Regions from separate parts of the Canis lupus genome. Here region 2 is linked to region 1. The links are chromatin contacts, called in public Hi-C maps. All regions are on one chromosome and are shown on one strand. Each heading gives the region's core, a stretch centred on a gene start, on an enhancer-like site or on the middle of the called end of the contact. The rest is flanking DNA. Distances are from core to core; before and after follow the strand shown.

Region 1 (7,206 bases), core at 1,698-4,197:
ATGAGATTCCATTGTTCTGGTCTTCAAGTGACTACACTGTCTTCCAAAATCGTGCAGTGTATTTGTTCAGCCAGGGCAAATTTCCCCTTCAGTTTTCAGGAATTTCAAGAAAGTACCTACTTGTGTGGCACTCGCAGAGCCCTGGCATGGCCTGCATGTGGCCGTATGTGTTCTCATACACAAGGCTCCCTCTTTCCAGTTCTGGGGATTCTTCTGTGGCACTGTAGGCTCAACACAGTGAGCTTTGTCTACACTTCAGAGACCCAGGGGGAGATTAAATCACTCTCACAGTTCCTTCTTGGATTAGAGTTCAGTGTATTGTGACCACTATTATTTTTATGGTGTTATTTTGAGTAATTTAATATCTTATTATAATGGTCTTAGATAAAATGTAAGGCATCATGATAAAGACAAAGGCTTCCTTTTTGGGCTTCCTTCTGGAACCAGAGCACAATACCTAGAAGGCAGCCTCTTAGTGTCACTGGAGAAAGGCAGTAAATGAGCAACTATGAAGCCTTCAGCAGTGGATTTACCTCCAAGAACTCACCATGGTCTGATGCTCAGTTTTGGGTCTCCAGGGTTTGGTTCAGATATGGTACTTGCCAGCAAATTCATATGAACCATGCTACTAGGAAATGATCTAAAGCCAGAATCCATGCATTGATTTATTTGCTCATCAAACTTTTACTGACACTGGGCTTAAGCCAGGCCATACCCTAGGCTCTGGATGTAATGAACAAAACAGGTTTGGTGTTGATGGTCTAGTGGGACATAAGCAGCCCATTCCAACCCAATGAGACAAGGTGTTATGGTTATGGGAGCAACTAAGAGAGAGTGACATACTTAGCACAGGGAAGGAAAGAGCCAGTAAAAGAATAGTATCACAGGAAAGATAAGCCATGACTGCTAGGGCAAGGTCTCAAAAGAAGAAAACTAAATGTGAACCAGAAGTCTCTTTCCTGAGTAGGGAGGGAGGGCCAAGGACACATACAATTCTAAGATGGGTGAGAGGCAGTTCTTGCCGGTATAATCTACCTGGGGACAAAGGGTTAGGAAGCAAGTTGACTGCTGAGAGTGAGGGAGAGGTTCTGATTTGGCAAAGATTAGAACAGACACTGTAGGAGGATGAGGGACATATCTGAACAAGGAAATATGCTGACCCCAGCATGCATGCAAGGGGTGCTCCCCTTCTGGCTCCCACAGTGCCCATGCCCTGAGTGGGGGCACACAGAGGTCAGACTCACAAGGGTGGAGACTATATCAGTCTGGCACCATTGAATTAATAGACCATGGAGTTGGATAAGGAAAGGAGCAGAGAGCACAGGGAGACAACACACAGAAAAAAAGCCTGATCATGGGTTCCTCATCTCAGTGAGGGTTGTCACCAAGCTTCCACCGCTGGAGTCAGAAACTGGGGTATCCTCAATTCCTCCTCAACCTCAGTCCATCACCAAGATACATAGCTCCATAGCCTCCTTATCTCTTTGGTCCATCAACTTCTTTTCATCTTCCCTGGTCCCTCTGCTCTGCTCCCCCGAGAACTCTGGTGATTCCATGAGTATAGGACAGAACTTTGCATCAGATTCTTTCTGCTGCTGGGGAAAAGCTCAAATGGCTTCTAGAGCCAGACAATGAATGAGTGAAGATGCCAGGGATTGTGGCATGTTGGAAAGCCCTTCGCCATAAAACAGGGAAGGAGAGGGCTGCCATGAGGAAATGTAGGTCTAGTATTTTGCTGGATCTTTCTGTATTTTTAAGAGAAGCTTAAAAGAGTTTTATAGAGAAGTTTCCTGATTTTTAAATGTAGGCAAACTATTCAAATTTAAGGGGCACCTGGGTAGGTCAGTGGTTGAACATCTGCCCTTGGCTCAGATTGTGATCTTGGGGGTCTTGGAATCCAGTCCTGCATCAGGCTTCCTGTGGGGAGTCTGCTTCTCCCTCTGCCTGTGTCTCTGCCTCACTCTCTCTGTGTCTCTCATGAATAAATAAATAAATCTTTGAAAAAAAAACTATTCAAATTTAAAATAAAACTGTTCATCACAGAAAAACTTGTTTTTCTTTTCTTCTTTTCTTTTTATTGTATCTGTATGACACGATGGGTATTAGCTGAACCTATTTTGGTCATCATTTCACAATATTTGTAAATCAAAGCATCATGCTGCATGCCTCAAACGTATACAGTGATGTATGCCAATTATTTCTCAATAAAACTGTTGTTGAGGTGTTTCAGAGTAAAGTGTGCAGAGGGCTGTAATTTACCTTGAAAAAGATCAAAAGATGCACCCTTGGGTGGATAGAGGGATGGATAGATATGGGATAAAGCAAATATGGCAAAAATGTTAATTGGATCACCTTAGTGACGCATATACATAATTCTTTCAACCTTCCTGTGTGCTTGAAAATTTCAAAATATAAGGGGTACAGTTTTTTTTAACGGAAAAATAATTGTGACCCCATGAACCACTACTTGGTGACTTCCGTTACTAGTTTTAATGGACTTTATGAAAGTGAGGCAGAGGTAAATGAGTTCATAATATAAAGGGCATAGAACAGTCCCTAGCATATTTAATAAATATTAGATATTTATATCGCCAGCATTTGGAACAGAGAAAACGGACACAGAAGGGCTGGACCTAAACGAATTTCATTGAGTGTAGAGTGCAGGGACTAGGATTGCACGCTGTTGCTGTGTGAGTTTATACCTGTAATTTCCATCTCTGCGCCTCACGTTGCTCACTTAAGCTAATAAGAATTGGACCTAAGCTCCCCTGATTGATCTGCTCCCTTTCCTGTTTCTGCCTATACGTGTCTCCATTACCCCTCCTTTTTTTCCCCTCTTTAATGCCTTCCTAAAAACTACAATTCCCAGGAGCGCCTACAGGCGTCGACGTCGCGCAGTTCTTTGTCGTAGCTCGCGCCCTTTATACCTACTTCCGCCCACGAGCCACTTCCTTTTCTTTCCGGGGCGCGCGGCGGCAAGATGGCGGTGCAAATTTCCAAGAAGAGGAAGGTAAGACGCTGGGGTCTAGGTTCGGGGATCTGTGGTGCCGCGCGGGTCGAGGCTTGTCGAGATGCCGTCGCGAGACCCTCAGCTTCGAGCCCTGCTTCGGGAAGCGGCCTGGGCCGCGTGGCATTCCCGCGGACCGCGGATGGCGGTGGATTGAATGCGAGGCCCGAGCCAGGCGAGCGCGGTTTGGCGGCGGAAGGGAGTGATGAGAGACGTCTGCCGCTTCTGGGCGAAGACCAGACGTGAGCACCGGGCGCCCCTCCCGCCCGAGACAAAGCGCTTGGGAGCATTACTTGGTTAACAGGTAGCTTTAGTAAGCGTATTTTGAGAGGTTGGGCCGTTCCCCCTAATGTCTCTCACTAGGACTTTGGGGGGGGGAGGTGGCGTGTGCACGCCTTCTTCGTGTCGGGGCGCGGCCCTCTGACCCCCGAGACCTCGGTTGGAGAGGCTGCTGTATCTTGCCCCGTCTCTACCGCGGAGAAAGTAACCGGGAGGGAGGAGAACCGGACAGAGCACTGGATCGAGCTTTAACTTTTCGCTTTTCCGCAGGCGGAAACTGTAAAGTCCGCTTGCTTTAGAAAGAGGCAACTAACTTGTCATTTTGTGTGTGTACACAGCGTCGTGCAAATCCACACACTTTTTCGAATTAGAGTTCAGCTTTGTGAGACATGTACTGTAGGCAAGATAACATGGCTGGGAGTCTTCTGATGGTCCCTGAAGGCAGCGTATTTTCATGGGTTACAAAGGTAGCATCTCTGCTCTGCAGACAGAAGGAGTTGTGAATGTGCCATTTTATTTTATTTATCTTAAGATTTTACTTATTTATTCATGGGAGACACAGACCCAGGCAGAGGGAGAAGCAGACTCCATGCAGGGAGCCCGATGTGGGACTGGATCTCGGGACTCCAGGATCACGCCCTGCGCCGCCCTGGACCGGAGGCAGGCGCTTAACTGCTGAGCTACCTGGGCATCCCGTGAATGTGCCATTTTAGAGCAGCTGTTTGTTTGGCATGTGCTACTCCTAAAGAAGTCTTTAAAACCCTTCAATGAAGAGAAGATGACGAGTCTGACTGGAGGTGTTATCTTTGCCAGGCGGCCCCTACTCCTTGCTGCGTTCTGTGGCAGTTTTAAGGGTCCTTGGGTTAAAGTAACTTCCAAAGGACGATCTAGAGGCATTTGTCTGAGAAGGGTTGTTAAATTCTGTGTTGGAACAAGGGTAGTAAGAGTGATGATGGGATGTTTGTATGAGGTGTTGCATTGGCAGAAGGACAATGACCCTGCCATCCCACGTTCTAATTGTGAATTTTCCCTTTTGGTTAGTTTGTCGCTGATGGCATCTTCAAAGCTGAACTGAATGAGTTTCTCACTCGGGAGCTCGCTGAAGATGGCTACTCTGGGGTTGAGGTCCGAGTTACACCAACCAGGACAGAAATCATTATCCTGGCCACCAGGTGAGATCTCATTTTCCTGGTTAGCACCTGTTACTTGTTGTATATGCTAGGTTGGTGTATTCTGTAAACTTCCAGGGAGAACCAGTGAATTGGCCTTATTAGCAAACGTAAGTGGTTTGTTTTTGTTTTTAAGATTTTTATTCATTTGAAAAAAAAAAAAAAAGATTTTATTCATTTGACTGAGAGTGCAAAGCGGAGGATGGGAGGGGGTGTTGAGGGGCTGAGGGAGGAGCAGGGAGCCCTTTGCCGGGCTTGATCCCAGGGCCCTGGGATCTTGACCTGAGTGACCTGAGCCAAAGGCAGACACTTACCAACTGAGCCAACGTGGCACCCCACAAATGTGTATTTTCGTAACTGCCTTTTAAATCTGATTCTAGCTCTTGTCATCCAAAATTTGTATTTTCTATGTTAGACGGGTGAGACTTCATTACCACATATATGTAAAATTTAAAGCCATGTTTGCAGTTTTGTGAGAGCTATTGTGTATTTTCGTTTTCTCAGGACACAGAATGTTCTTGGTGAAAAGGGCCGGAGGATCCGGGAATTGACTGCTGTGGTTCAGAAGAGGTTTGGTTTTCCTGAGGGCAGTGTAGAGGTGAGTGATTTTGCCTTTTGCCAGAGATTACCGTGGACCTGGAAATGGTTATTTAGGGTGGTTACTTTTATAAACCCTTAATGTCATGAAGACCTTAGTTATCACCAAGTATTACATATGAATTGGTGTTTTGTTGGTTGTCTTAATAAGTAGCAGGCTTTATTTTATAGGCCTTTTCTGCTCATTTCTGGTGGTTAAGGGACTTTTTTTTACTCTCAACTTAAGTATGGTAATGATATGTATGATGGATTGGCTATCCCATCACTTGATGTAGCTGTAGAAGTATCTAGGGATGAGAGGGCAATAAGGAAAGATTCAGACTATGTCACAGCGTAGGCTACCTATGAGTAGTAGGAGTGTTTTAGTACTTGAGGGATGCCACAGTGACCACATGCTTGTATGGTGAATGAGTTTTTTTTTTTTCTTTAATTGAAAACAATGGGGAAAGTTAACAGGTTTAAGGGTGTACCTTGATTTCTTCTTAAAGCTCTATGCCGAAAAGGTGGCCACAAGAGGTCTATGTGCTATTGCCCAGGCAGAGTCACTGCGTTACAAACTCCTAGGAGGCCTTGCTGTGCGGAGGTAAGTGTCCTGAGACTTTTTTTTTTCAAGATTTTATTTATTTATTCATGAGTTATACACAGAGAGGCAGGGAGATAGAGGGAGAAGCAGGCTCCTCACAGGGAGCCTGATGCAGGACTCAATCCCTGGACCAGGATCACACCCTGAGCCAAAGGCAGACACTCAACTACTGAGCCACCCAGGCATCCCTGAATGATTATGTTTTAAAGAGTGGTCAGTGCTATAAAGGGAGTACACTTCTTGGTGCTTAGGTAATAGAACAAAAACAACTCCAGGGAGAGGAGGTCAGGGTTCCCGTTGAAGTTAGCTCCATGAAGTGTGGAGATTATAAAGGCATAAGACATAGTCCTGATGGGAGAGAGCTAATCTGAGCAGTATGTAGGTATGATGTGAGGAGTGGATTATAGAGTGTATGAGGTAGCTAGATTGGCCCTGGAGCCGGGCCTTCTGATGAGGTTTCAGTAGGAGCTCTTTGTGTACTTTCATTGTTGTAATTGGAATGCTTTTCCTGGGTGTATGAAATTTAGGTGGTACTTCCTGCAGAGCCCTGGGAGGTTTTCTCAGCAGGAGAAGAAATTAAGAGCTGTGCTTTAGGAACATTGACCTGGTGGGGAGATGGATGGCAGGAAAGGTGTTATAGGTAGGGACATACAAGAAAGACTGCCTGGCTGGTTTGAATGCCAGCTACACTACTTAGAACTGTGGTCCTCAAAAGCTTAATCCTTGGGCTATGATCACTGATATCCTTGGAGGAATTGTTAGAAAAATTCTCAGTCTCCACCTGCTGAAGTGAAAAGGAGTGTGGATCAGCAACCCTTTTTATACCCACTGACTTGGAAGTTCTGAGACCTGAGCCACTTACTGAACATTTGACCCTTGGATCTCCTGTTTGTAAATGGGGGGTCATTATATCCACCTCTCCTTTTAGTGGTGATTAAATGAGATGATGCGAAGGGGCTTGAACCTAGAGTGGTGGGTCCTGCTTTACTTTCCCTGTTGAAGGTGGCAGCTAGCTCTCCTAATTAGTATGTCCTAGGGTGTATAGTAATAAATGAGTTGGTGGGGGGCATATTTTACGGCTTATTGTCATTTTTATAGTTCTAGAAGTATCTTTTCCAGCACTCTGTTCAGGGCAGCTAGGAGCCTACATTAGTAGCTTGGATTCCTAATAAATGTGAATTCTGGAGATTGAGGAATATTTAGTAAACCATAAAGGGGCCGCTCAGTGACTGGGTTCTTACTGATTGTTTACCAACTCATTGTGAAATGCTGCATTTGCAGAGATGGACTGGATGACCTATGCTTGAGTTATACCACCCCCACCATTTAATTGCCAGTTTAGGGGTGCCTGGGTGGCTGAGTTGGTTAAGCGTCCAACTCTTGGTTTTGGCTCAGGATGTGATCTCAGAGTTGTTAGATTGAACCATGGTCAGCTCTCAATCTGTATTGAGTGTGGAGGCTGCTTAAGATCTCCCCTCCCTCCATTTGCATGTGTCCTCTATCCCAAATGAAAAAAAAAAAAAAAAGAGTAAATTCTTGAGTCTGTAATTGCCAGTTTAATTGACCTGGTG
Region 2 (7,336 bases), core at 4,211-6,710, 320 kb before region 1:
TAGATTGAATCAGATTCCATCAACTGGTCACTTAGTCAAGACAATTCTAGCTCAGAAAAACTGTTTTTTTTTTTTTAAGATTTTATTTATTTATTCATGAGAGACACAGAGAGAGGCAGAGGCAGAGGGAGAAGCAGGCTCCCTGCAGGGAGCCCAATGTAGGACTTGATCCTAGGATTCTCAGACCATGCCCCAAGCCAAAGGCCTACGCTCAACCACTGAGCCACCCAGGCGTCCCCAGAAAAACTATTGTAATGTTACTTTTCTCTGTCTCTCACTGTTTCTTCCCAAATATTTTACTCTCCCACCTAGAATATTCCAACAGTCTTCTGATTGGATTCCCACTGAGCAAACTTGAGCCTGTTCTTGAAGGCCCCTGGAGTCCCACGTCCTAACCTTTCTAGCTCCAGTCAACCCCGCTCAACAGGCTCAGAGAATCATTTTCTATTCTCCAAACACATTCAGTCTTTCCTGCCTTTGTTTCTTTGGACTAGAATAGCCTTTTCCATCTCACCTGGTTACTTTCATGCTTTAAGATTCAGTTCAGGGGTGCCTGGATGGCTCAGTTGGTTAAGCATCCAACTCTTGATTTTGGCTCGGGTCACGATCTCAGGTTTGTGAGACTGAGCTCCGCATTGGGCATGGAGCCGGCTTAAGATTCTCTCTGTCTCCCTCTGTCCCCTCCCTACCCTCTCCCTCTCAAAAAAAAAAAAAAAAAAAGAAAAAAGAAAAAGAAAAAAGAAAAAAAAAAGATGGTTTAAATGCTACTTCTGTTAGATATAAATCTCTAATGTAAGATCTAAATTTCTTAAATCTTGAGCTCTTGGAGATTTGAGATTTTTCTTTAAAGAGATCCAGCCAAAAAAAAAAAAAGAGAGAGAGACAGAGACAGAGAGATCCAGCCAGGGGGCACCTGGGTGGCTCAGTGGATTAGGTGAGAGCTTTTGGCTCAGGTCATGATCCTGGGATCCTGGGATCAAGCCTAAGTCAGGCTCCTTGCTCAGCAGGTAGTCTGCTTGTGCCTCTCCCTCTGCTTGCCCTCCCTCGTGCTGTCTTGTTCTGCTCTCTCTCTCTCTCTCTCAAATAAATAAATAAAATCTTAAAAAAAAATAATAAAGAGATCCAGGCATTCCCAGATCTGCTTTGAAACAACTGCAGACAACTTTCAACAGAGTCAGAGACTTACCCTGTAAGTACCTGGCTAGGACAATGTGGCTCCTGAAATGAGGGTCTGGAATGAGATTCAGTAAAAGGAAGGAGTAGAGTGGAGACATAGGATCAGATGTCCTGAGAAAATGTTTTCTGTAAGTGATAAATATGTAGAGTGGTGCAGTAGGAAAGGCAACAATTTTGTTGGAGATAGGAGGCTTAAATTTGAGTCTAGTTTCTGCCACCAAGCTAAGTGACTAGGCTATCTCTTCATGCCTCAAATCTCTCACATGTAAAATGAAGATAAAAACCTGTGCCTTGGAGAATTACTATAAGAAGTAAATGAGGTAATACATTTTTAAAAAGCTTCTTTCTAGACATGGTCCAGATGCTACCCTTTCCACAACGTCTTCACTAAACCTTCTAGAGGGAAATTAGCTACTTTGGCTAAATGCTGGATTTTTTTTTTTTTTTTCTAGCTGGAGAAAATGGTGGAGCCCTTTCTACCTCAAAAGATTACTATTGATCATGAAGGGGTTCCTTCAGTGGTCTGTGAACCTCCAAGTCTGGAAACATATCCAATCCACCATCTCTCTTTCACCTCTGGGATGCTTATAGGAAATACCCAATAAACATGTGTGAGCCAAATGAAGGATAAGATGTATTCCCAGGGCCCAAAGGTTTTTATACATATTTCTGATCTCCCTAATTAGATTCTAAATTCCTTTAAAGGAAAAAGAGCACCTATGACACTCACTTCTTTATTCCCAGTACCTAACACAGCACCTAGCACATAATAGATCCCACAACTATCTGTGGAATAAATGAGTGATGTTGGTATCTCCTCTGGTTCAACACAGGGCACTATGAATTTTCTGACCTTTTACCATCCCAAAAGGGGTTGGATGCCCTGTGTGTTCCCACAGTACTCTATACCTCTCCTAGTATAATGCTTATCCCTTTATTATAATTGTTTGTTCCCCTTAATAAACTTCTCACCTGCTGTGGGTCCCCTGATATCTTACTCACCTATTTAATTCCAGAAGCTACCATTGAACCTAGAATTCACTAAAAATGTGTTGGGAAGATGAATGGATAGATTGATGGGGAAAGATTGATAATCATTCAGTCAATCTGTCTTTCAGGAAATCTCTCTTGTGATTAATCATATCTATCTGCTACATAGGTGAATGGATGAATGAGTAAATAGCTGGCTGGGGAATGTTAGAGATGATGACTGTTGGGAGAAGACTCCAGCGACTTACAGTATATAAGGACCTTGATTCTGATCTGTATAGTACTTACTTGATCTTCAACCTTGGGAAAGACCCCTTGACTTCCTTTTTTTTTTGTTTCTTCACCTGTAAAATAGATATTACACTCCTTCTTAGCCTGCCATTCAGAGTTCTTGAACTTTCTCATTAGTTACATCCTACTCATGTAGGCTCCAAAACGTGTCTCAGCTGGTATCCAAAATATGTCTCAGCTGGGGCCTTAAAAAAACCCATAAAACTAAAGATCCCAGAAATAGACTGAGACAGAAACATGGACAGGAAGGTGAACAAGAGAGTAATTTTGTGATGATGAAGTGAGGCTACAGTGCTTAAATAAGATGTGCAAATCACAAATCAGGAAGGAAGGATCTTTTAATATAATTAATACAAAATAAATCTATGTATGATAAAAACAGCAAAGACAGAGTTGAAAGATAAGACACAATTTGGGAAAAGATACTCGCTATACATAAATAAAGGATGACTTAGACCTGTGGAGGGCATAGAGACCCAGACACAACTAATTCATTAGGGAAATTCCAAGTCCCAATAAAGAATACCAGGTGAGAAGGTGTGGATTTAAAAAAATGGGCTAGGAAAGGCACATAATCCCCATGTTACCTGGTCTAGAAAGTAACCCTAAGGAAAGTATGAACTTTATCTGGATGGTAGGAAAAAGAAAGTCCGAGTTCCAAGCTTAACGGCTGCCTGCCTAGTTATCTTCAGCTACCTTGGGTCTCTATCTCAAACGTGAAGCAGCTAATCTCAGTGTTAATTGTAACGTCTCCTCTCTCTCTCTCTCTCTCTCTCTCTCTCTCTCACACACACACACACACACACGCACACAGTAATGATGCTCATTTACATCCATGTGCTGCTCCATTCCTTTGGTCTATAACACTTCTGCCCCTCTTCTTCGCCTAGCTCATACAGACAGCTTTCCTGGATCTCCCCCTCCTCAGGTTGACCCTTCTCTGTGCTACCACCTCAGTCCACCTCTTAATTGGAACACTCCACCATGCTGTAGTTACCTGTCTGTTCCCCACTCCTCACACTCCCAATTCCAGGCTGTGAGCCCCTCAAAGGCCAGGCCTAGGTCCTACCTATATCTTTATCCCCAGCACTTCATACAGGGTCTTGCCCATTGAAGAGGTTCAATGAGTGTTTACTGAACTAAACTGAACCATAAACTCAATGCCATGGAGTTCTTCATTCTGTCTGCAAAGAAGGAAAAAATAAGGATCAGGAAAGGTTTCACAGAGCAAGTGACATTTGAGCTGGGTCATGAAAAACGAGAAGGTGTAAAAGATAAAAAGCAAAAAGATATACGGGTACCTGGATTGCTTCACAGAGGTGAAAAAATCTCGTATAATATTATTTAGTGAAAATGATTATCACACAAATGTTAGCTTCATCAAGACAGGTATTTTGCCTATATTTCGCATATTATTCAAGAATACATCCCGTGACCAGAACAGTGACTGCTACATAGTAAGCACTCAGTACTGGTTCAATATTTTGACACTTAGGGATTCACAGTGATTAAAAAAACAAATGAACAAGTGCTGCAATGTAAGAGATCATAGTATAATCCCGTTATGTGATAAGTCTAGGTCACTAGAATAGATGTCCCAAGAGAGTAGTGAACAGATCTATCTTGCTCTTCCAGTATCCCTTAGTACACTTCAATAAATATTTATGGAAACAGGGTGCCAGGTGGCTCAGGTGGTTAAGCAGTGGACTCTTGATTTTAGCTCAGGTCGTGATCTCTGGGTGGTGAGATCCAGCCCCACACTGGGTGTGGAGCCTGCTTAAGATTCTCTCTCTCAGGGAGGACTGGGGGGCTCAGAGGTTGAGTGTCTGCCTTTGACTCAGGGCGTGATCCTAGGGGTCCAGGGATCAAGTTCCACATTGGGCTCCCTGTGAGGAATCTGCCTCTCTCTGTGTCTCTCATGAATAAATAAAATCTTAAAAAAAAAATTCTCTCTCTCAGGGGCACCCGGGTAGCTCAGTTGGTTAAGCATCTGTCTGCCTTAGGTTCAGGTCATAATCTCAGGGTCCTGGGATAGAGCCCAGCCACTCCCTGCTCAGCAAGGAGCCTACTTCTCCCTCTCCCTCCTGCTTGTGCCTTCTCTCTCAGATAAATAAGATCTTAAAATAGAAAAAAAAAATATCTCTCTCTCCCTTTCCCTCTGCTCCTTTGCCCACCTCGCTCCCCAGTGCACTTCCCCTCTCAAGAAAAAAAAAATTGTTGAAAAAAATGAATTAATAAAAATCTAGAATACTCTTACATCCTAAAGCTATTAAAAGCAGAGTGGCAGGGCAGCCCGGGTGGCTCAGCGGTTTAGCGCTGCCTTCAGCCCAGGGCCTGATCCTGGAGTCCTGGGATCGAGTCCCACGTCAGGCTCCCTGCATGGAGCCTGCTTCTCCCTCCTTCTGTGTCTCTCATGAATAAATAAAATACTTTAAAAAATAAGTAAATAAAAAGCAGAGTGGCAGAGGGAACATACCAAGGGGGGGAGGGTCGTTAAAACGCCCTGGCTTCTAAACCAGGTTCTGATACATGCTATCTATCCCGCGCTATCCCGCCTTGGGAAAGCTTAATTTCCTCATCCGACCGGGCTGCTAAGGGACTACGAGAGGACGGCTATACAGCCCGGCCGACCGTGGACACTCAGCAAATGTGAGTTCTCTACAGCACGAAAACATTACTAACACCTTAGATGACAGTCACCAGAGAGAATCACCAGTAAGTGCTGTAACAGGGCTGGAGCTCCCGCCGCCCCTTTGGAAACTCTTTTGCGGGGTGAAGAGACTCCTAATTCCTCACGCAAACTAAGCTTCCAGCCGCACCTGCCTCCGTCGTCGCTTCCGCCTCCGAGGCGTCCGCAGAGGCTGCGTCCCGGCGACGCGGGCAGCGCGCCTACGACCCTCCCGGGGATGTCCGAGCGGCTCCACGGTGGCGCCTACCACTACCTTTTCTAGCCCTTGGTAACCGCGACGCGGCAGCAGGCGGCGTAGGCGGCAACCGGCGGACTGAGCTTCCAACTACTCTAAGTCCCGGCAAGCCCCGCGGCCACTTCCGCTGGCCGCCTCGCGTCATCCGGCCTGGACTACGGATCCCGACGGACTCCGGGCGGAGCGTCACGCCGTCGGCCTCAGCCAATCGGCTTCGGACAAGTAGGAGGGGAGGGAGACGCAGAGACAGACAAGATGGCGGCGGCGTCTGCACAGGGCGGGAGAACTGGTGGTGGCGGAGGCAGTAGTGGGCCCGGCGGTGGTCCTACCTGCGGGTCCGGCAGTGGCCGCAGCGGCTTGTTGGACAAGGTGAGGAGCCTGTTCTTGGGGACAGCCGAAACCTGGGGAGGCCCGGGAGGCGGCGAGCCCACCTTCCCATCCCCGCCCCCCTTTTCTTCCGTGGCTTCTCGGCGGGTAGTCCTCGTCTGGCCCACCTTCAGAACCCTACCGGCGCTTGTAGCCCGATGTCTCCACACCTCCAACTCCAGCCCTCTCTTCATCAGGCCTTCTTTCCTTCTTGGAAGTGTGCCTGGTCCTTAACGCTAGCCACCACAGCTTCTTAGGTTGATTTGATTATTCCTACGTTTCAATGCAGCCGACACTTTTCTTCGGAGGTGCTGTGGGACCACAGTTGATGTGCCCATTTCACTGACGGGGAAAACTGAAGCCTGAAGGAATGAACGCAGCTATTCGAAGTCAGTAGTCCCCAAACTCTCCTCTACGACCACCACACTTGGGCGCTGCTACAGATTTCAAGTGCTCACTGGCCTTTTGCTTACTGAAGTTTGTAGGCGTTTTATTGCGATACTCAAAATACTGAATTTACTTGAGTATTTACTTACCTTATTGGGCTGACTGGAAGCCTCTAAGATTTTTTTTCCCTCGTCGTCTTCGCCCCCCCCCCCCCCCTTTTACCCCTCTGCCTGCTACCGAGGGCAGTAAGTGACACGAATTCATGAGCTTGTTGCCTTCTCTGGGTTGGCTCTTTGCCTCTCCACCATCCGTTCTTTTTTTTTTTAAACTGAGGTGCTATCAATAGGGCTTAAAGGAAAAGAAAAAACAGAAAAGTGTGCTCCTCGGTTGGCCCATCTTGCCCTTTGCGGAGCATCCTGGAAGAAACAGTTGCATGGAGATGTAGGTCCTAGTACTGGTTTTGCCTCTGATTTAGCTGTGTGACCTTGAAATACACTTGTTCTCCCTTTGTTGCCTCATTTGTAAAATGAGGGACTTAGCTTAAAGTTCCCTTAGTCCCTTCCAGTTCTCTCATTGTAGGAGTTTGAGGAGAAACGTTGCATGGGGCCTTTAATATAGTAAATAGGATTTTTTTTTGCTGTAATGGAAAGCAGCTTTCAGACATCCTTGTGCCTAACACATGGTAGATGCCTAAGAAAGAAATAGGTGAACATATAGAGGGGTTCAGATCCAGGTCTTTTTGCCTCTATTTTTGGGTGTCATTGGTTTTGAATGGCATGGTTCACACTCTTTAACTATCTTAAAGAGAGGGAACATAACACGTTCTGAGGATTGGAATGGTAAATTGCTCCAAGACACATGAGAGTATTGGGAATTGATGTTCATTTTCATACACAAATCCTGCCTTTCTGCTGATGAGCATCTCACAGCCTGTGCTCATCCTGTTCCATTCACTGTTCTTGCTGTTCCCTCAGTTTGGATCGTCACCAGCAAACATTAAGTATGGACATTTTTTTTAAAAATATTTTATTTATTCATGAGAGACACACACACACACACACACACACAGAGAGAGAGAGAGAGAGAGGCAGAGGGAGAAGCAGGCTCCATGCAGGGAGCCTGACATGGGACTCGATCCCTGATCTCCAGGATCAGGCCCTGGGCTGAAGGCTGTGCTAAACCGCTTGAGCCACCCTGGCTGC

The links. Hi-C and Micro-C count contacts between places; a contact is called where the count stands out from the background.
Region 2: a Hi-C map of liver shows a contact between it and region 1, with 5 times the contacts expected there. The contact joins the promoter of XRRA1 here to the promoter of RPS3 in region 1. A contact is called at or near these places in 4 of 9 Hi-C or Micro-C datasets (amygdala, blood and liver).

Annotation. Positions count from the first base shown.
Region 1 is chr21:23,298,265-23,305,470 of UU_Cfam_GSD_1.0, reverse strand. RPS3 (ribosomal protein S3) reads left to right here and starts at 2,947. Exons shown (of 7, transcript NM_001313777.1): 1 at 2,947-3,010; 2 at 4,328-4,458; 3 at 4,960-5,053; 4 at 5,541-5,635. The coding sequence starts at 2,981. It overlaps LOC119865100 (a small nucleolar RNA gene), which reads left to right and starts at 4,049; the gene lies at 4,049-4,196.
Region 2 is chr21:23,623,211-23,630,546 of UU_Cfam_GSD_1.0, reverse strand. It overlaps XRRA1 (X-ray radiation resistance-associated protein 1), which reads right to left and starts at 5,460. Exons shown (of 17, transcript XM_038568623.1): 1 at 5,277-5,460; 2 at 2,455-2,510. It overlaps SPCS2 (signal peptidase complex subunit 2), which reads left to right and starts at 5,616. Exons shown (of 5, transcript NM_001003324.2): 1 at 5,616-5,750. The coding sequence starts at 5,637.